2 separate regions of the Sus scrofa genome follow, and region 1 is linked to region 2. The links are chromatin contacts, called in public promoter capture Hi-C maps. All regions are on one chromosome and are shown on one strand. Each heading gives the region's core, a stretch centred on a gene start, on an enhancer-like site or on the middle of the called end of the contact. The rest is flanking DNA. Distances are from core to core; before and after follow the strand shown. Region 1 holds the start of DUSP2 (dual specificity protein phosphatase 2). Region 2 holds the start of NEURL3 (E3 ubiquitin-protein ligase NEURL3).

Region 1 (2,755 bases), core at 128-2,627, 310 kb before region 2:
TCCCACGCCAAGGCCTGCCTCTTACCAATGAAGCCGATAGCCTCCTGGAACCAGGCACTGATCTCCACCATCTGGTTGTCCTCCACAGGGATGCTTTTGTAGCGCAGCAGGCCCTCAAAGTGGTTGGGGCAGCTGGCCGAGACATTGAGGACCGCAGTGATGCCACAGGCCTGCAGCCCCTGCAGGTCAGATGAGTGGCTGCAGCTGCCCAGGAACAGGTAGGGCAAGATCTCCACAGGGCCACCCTGGAGAAGAAGAGGCAGAGGCAGCGGTGAGAACTCAGCTCTGGCCTAGAGGGCTGGAGCACCGCGGTGGGTGGTTGTTGGGCATAGACACCGTGGCAAACCGGCCAGGGAAGAGAAACCCTTAGCCAGTCCTAACCGGGAATCAGACATGGGGACACGCAGAGATATACACTCACAGACAGACATTTCCCCCCAAGCCCCCAAATTACGCTGCTCATAGGACAGACACAGACTCTCCGAGATGCTCACGAGCAAGTAAGGCATACACAAAGGTGTTCTCCCCTTTAGGGGTGAGGACACACATACACAGGTGACTGTGGGCATAGACAAACTCCTGCTCCCACAAATGGCAGACTCTTTCCCCAGAGGCGCCTACCCTTGGGGTCAGCGGGACATTGACAAGGAACCCCGATCTCAACTCACCTGGTCATACAAGGGAGCCCTGGGGTCGGGGCGGCTGTTTTCGGGCAGCATTGGCAGGGCGGGGGACTCAGAGCACAGATCGGGGCAGCAGGCCTGGAAGCCATCGAAGCCTCCTGCAAGTTGGATCAGGACACGGTTAGCCGGGAGGGCCCGTCGGGGTTCGGGGACGCGGCAGCCGAGGGCGGGGAACGCTGGCCGGCCGGCACTCACCTGGCAGGAAGTACACAAGGGTGGGCCCGGCGCGGGTCTCGTGCAGGAGCGCGGCGAGCAGAGCGTGGGCTGGACCGTCGGGCGGGAGCTCGGCCACCGAGGCGCTGCCTTCATCCAGCACCACGGCCCGCGCCAGCTCCCCGCGGGCCAGGCGCGCCCGCAGCGCGCGGTCGGGCAGCAGGCAGGCGAGGGCGGAGGCGGGCGAGCCGCTCGCGCGGCGCCGCAGCAGCGCGTTCCAGGGCACCGGCCGTGCGGTGCGCACGTGGCGGCGACAGAAGGCCAAGAAGGGGCGGCAATCGAGCAGCAGCGTGCGCTCGGCCTCCCGCGGCTCCCGCAGGAGCGCGCCCAGCGCCGCGCAGTCCAGCTCGCGCGCCGCCTCCAGCCCCATGTTGTCCGTCTCCCCTCCTCCCTCTCTTCTCCTTCCTCCCTCCCCGTGCGCGCTCCGGGCTCTCGCGGCGGCCGCGCTGCCTGAACCGTCTGTTCCGGGCTCTGACTGCAGTGCCCTGGCTTAAGTAGCTGTGGGCCGGCCTCCCGGGTCACCATACAAGGGCAGAGCAGGAAGGCGCCCGCGCCGCCCCCGCCGTCTCACGCGGGGTGCAGCCTGGGCGGGCCCAGGATTGGAGCGGGCTGGGGGACTGGGACGGGGGCGGGGCGCTGCGGTGGGAGAGGAAGCCCGGGACCAGCACGGAGGGTGTTTCCCCAGACGCCCCCTTCCCACCTAGGCGCCCCAGGGCTCTTCCTGAGCGCCCTAACCCTCTGACCTGACTTCTCGACTTCTCAGATGCACATCCCCCTCCTCAGGGGGCCGTGGTGCCCCTCGCTTCGCTTCCTCTCCCTTCTCCCTCCTCCCTCCCAGGATTTACCTTCTCCTGGGAATCTGTGACAACAAAAGTTTACATCTGTCTGTTGCCACGGGTGGTTTCCACACTGCTGGATGGGGAACCATGTCTTGATGTGCCTCTTCTCTTCTGCTTAAAAGACCCTGGTAGGGAGGGACTCTATTCCCCCACCCCCCATTTCCTGGCTGAGACCAGCCAGGGGTTTTGCAGCTGCTCAGTGGCCAAGCTAGGCCAGAACGTTGTCCTCTGAGCCCAAGACCCTGGCATGGCATGAAGAGGACCCCCAGGGCCTTGGCCTGGAGCGGGCAGGGGAGCCTGTGACGACTTTCCAGTTGGTAGAGCAAGGCTTCCTCCTCTGAAGCCCAGGGAAACTCCAGGGGCCAAGGGTGAAGCACTTCCCCAAGTCACAGGCCAGCTCTGAAGGGGAACTCTGCTGACGCTGCTGGGCTCTCCCTGAGGCCTTGTGGGAATTTCAGGAGCCTCACCAAGGGAAAGAGAGAGAAGAACTACCAGAATCTGCCTCCCCCGCCCTCCCCCGCCACTCCCACTCAGCCCCACCTAGACCTGCAGCAGGGGCCCTGGACGCAGGGACCCAAGCCTGGAGATGAGCAGTAAGACTGGGGGAGCAAGGGAATCCACATCCCTTCAGCCCGCCCCCACCCCTGAGGCGGATGTGGTGAGTCCCAGGTGTGCGTGGGGGTCTGGGCCCCTGGGCTGGGGCTAGAGATGTTGGCAGTTGAACTCTGAAGCAGAGACATTCAGGTCTGTGGGGACAGTACCCTGGAGTGGGAGCGCCCCCACCCCCATCTAGCTGCATGGGATTTCAGAACCCAAACCCCTAGGCCCCTCTCCCTCCCTCCAGTCATTACCCTGGGGCCTAAGGCCCTCCTGGAGACCCAACTAGTATCCATAAGCAGCAGCAGCTCCCATTTGACTCCTAGCCTGGGAACTGGCATACACTACAGGTGCGCCCCTAAAAAGAAAAAAGAAAAAAAAAAAAAAAAGACCCTCCCTATGCTGCAGACTCTTATGTTCAGA
Region 2 (2,700 bases), core at 59-2,558:
CATATTACAGTGTTGATGATTAATTAGAGGCTGCAATCACGGGTTACAATATCCAGGGAATTTCCTGATGACTTTTGCCTTGCAACAGGCCTGCTGCAGCTGGCTGTCCCGGAGGAAGTGGGGACTGAGCAGATGGCCTGCAAAGGATCTGGCGGTAGACTTCTCTCTTCCTTCTGAGCCATTGTTCTCAACCCAGATTTGCATTATCACTGCTGGGGCATTATCATAAGTACCTGTACCCAGACCTGCCCCCCGAGACCTCAATTGCCCCCAGACCTCTGCCCCTGCCCCCAGAGATCCCAGTGGCCTGGGGTGGGGCCAGCATCAATATTTTCTAAAAGCACCCCAGAGGATTCTAATGTCCAGTGTAGGGATTCACTGCAATTGACCCCAGCACACAGGAGCCACACTGTTGCTGAAGGGGATCGAATTGAATTAGCTGCATCCCAGGATCTGGGACGCTTCCCCAAGCCTGGGTCTCTGGCAGAGGAGGAGGGCCAAGCAGACAAAATGGGAGAGGGGTGGACTGCTCCCCAGCCTAGCTGGAGCTGGAAGTCCTCTTCCCAGAATCGCAGCGTCCCGCAGGAGGTCATGGCAAAGAGGTCAGAGAGTTTCCCTTAGAGAAACTGAGGCTGGTGACAGGAGAGTGGCCCTAATCACTAGCTCTAACCTAGCACTTCTCGCATTGCCACATGCATGGGAACCTACCTCCAGGCACCTTATTAAGATGCAGATTGATTCAAAAGGGGCATCTGGGATTCTGCTTTTCATGGAAGTTCCCAGTTGAGGGCTCAAATTGGAGGTGCAGCTGAGGCCACAGCCACAGAAACACCTGATCTGAGCTGCATCTGCGACCTACAACACAGCTCACTGCAACGCCAGATCCTTAACCCACTGAGTGAGGTCCAGGATGGAACCTGCATCCTCACAGAGAACACACTGTGTTCTTAACCCCGTGAGCCACAGTGGAACCTCTGGATTCTGCTTTTCTAACAAGGTGGATCTGTGAACCCAACTTTAGATGATAAGCCCTAAAAGTTAGTTTGGAGGCTTACAGGTACCCTGGCCCTTGACCTCCAGGCTAAGGCCTTCCCAAGGCCCCAGATCAAGGCCTGACCACTGACTACTCTGAACTGGCTTTAACAAGGTAGATGTGCTCCATGCATAGCCCTGGAGTTGCTGGGGACAGTGGTGCTATTGCCTGGGCTGAGAAGTTTGGCTGAGGTAGGGGGAAGGATGGGGGAAGCTAGAGTTCTGCCCCTGGTGTTAATTTGTCCTCCTTTACCCTCCCTGGGCTCTGGTGTCCTCATGAGTAAAACAGGAAAAGAGGGAGTTCCCATTGTGGCTTAGCAGTAACAAACCCGACTAGTATCGATGAGGATTCAGGTTTCACCTCTGGCCTCAATCAGGGGGTTAAGGATCTGGTGTTGCCGTGAGTTGTGGTATAGGTTGCAGACGTGGCTTGGATCCTGTGTTGTTATGGCTGTGGTATAGGCCAGCAGCTGCAGCTCTGATTCAGCTCCTAGCCTGGGAACTTCCACATGCTGCAAGTGCAGCCCTAAAGAGAGAGAGAAAACAGAAAACCAGGATGAGCTGCTCTGTGGGCCCCTTCCAGTCCCAATGGGCCAAGACTGTGGTCGTGTTGACAGAGAAGGGACAGCTGCTTCCCAGTTGACTTCAGAAGATGTTGCTGAAGGTCCAGTGACCTTCTCTTGAACACCGAGCCCCCTGCCAGGCTCTCCAGAAACAGTCTCCCAAAGGTCAAAGGCAAACTGTTGAGAAGTCAACAGCAATCACAGTAAGTCCACGGTTGGTGCTTCCGGCTGGCCCAGCCTATGGGACCAGGGCTAGGGGCATCCCCTTATCTCTGGGCAGTGCTGGAGCCAGAGAGCCTGCCTTCCCTACCTCCCCCCCCAACCCCGTATGGCTGGCTGCCTGCCTTGGGTGGGTTGGAGCAAGAGCACCTTGTTGATAAACCACATTCCTATAAAAGAGATAATTATGGAATCTTATCAGGGAAGTCAGGCCTTGAGCCTCAGCCCATCTGGAAAATTACTGCACAAGTTCTGGACATCAGGCTGCCCAGTGTCAGCAGGCTGGGGTGGTATGGTCTCATCTTTAGGACCTCAGCTGGGTGGGTGTCCTGAGAACTGAAATACTGCCTCAGGACTGACATCCAGGGGATGGGGGTGCCCAGGCCACCCCACCCCCCACCCCCGTCACACAACTCCCATGTCTATTGATTCAACAAACACTGCTAAGTCCAGTGCCGCATTAACTTGCTAATCCTTGCAGGAACTTCTTGAAAAGTTCTATGTATTGTAATAATTATCATTTTACAAATGGGGAAACTGGGGCACAAAGGGGTGAGCAATTTATTCACAATCACAAGGCAGTAAGTGACAGACCAGGGCGTGCCCAGGCAGGCTGGCTTCAGAGGTGATGCCTTAAGTGCCAGGCTGTGCGTCCCCCACCATCCTCACTCAGGCCACCGATGGCCCCTTGGGACGTTTAGCTGCCACTAACATCTTCCCCATTCGACTGACACTAGTGGGGGCTTTATGGATAGTGGCTGACTGGTTGCCACCTCAGGATGAAGACTGAGCCCTTCCCTCCCCTCCAGGCCACCCCCGCGCTTGGCAGCAAGGCTGTTGTAAACGTTTGTCCCAGGAAGGCCCTCTGAGAGGAGGGAAGCTTCTG

What was found. Promoter capture Hi-C pulls out the DNA fragments that hold promoters and counts their contacts.
Region 1: a contact with region 2 is called in a promoter capture Hi-C map of fetal liver, with 4 times the contacts expected there. The contact joins the promoter of DUSP2 here to the promoter of NEURL3 in region 2. A contact is called at or near these places in 2 of 5 promoter capture datasets (fetal liver and liver), 9 of 47 Hi-C or Micro-C datasets (alveolar macrophages, embryonic fibroblasts, fetal skeletal muscle and 6 more) and 1 of 2 datasets of contacts at active chromatin or transcription factors (alveolar macrophages).

The regions. Positions count from the first base shown.
Region 1 is chr3:47,051,065-47,053,819 of Sscrofa11.1, reverse strand. It overlaps DUSP2 (dual specificity protein phosphatase 2), which reads right to left and starts at 1,377. Exons shown (of 4, transcript XM_021087101.1): 1 at 879-1,377; 2 at 669-781; 3 at 26-245. The coding sequence starts at 1,266.
Region 2 is chr3:46,740,244-46,742,943 of Sscrofa11.1, reverse strand. NEURL3 (E3 ubiquitin-protein ligase NEURL3) reads right to left here and starts at 1,308. Exons shown (of 4, transcript XM_003124839.5): 1 at 1-1,308.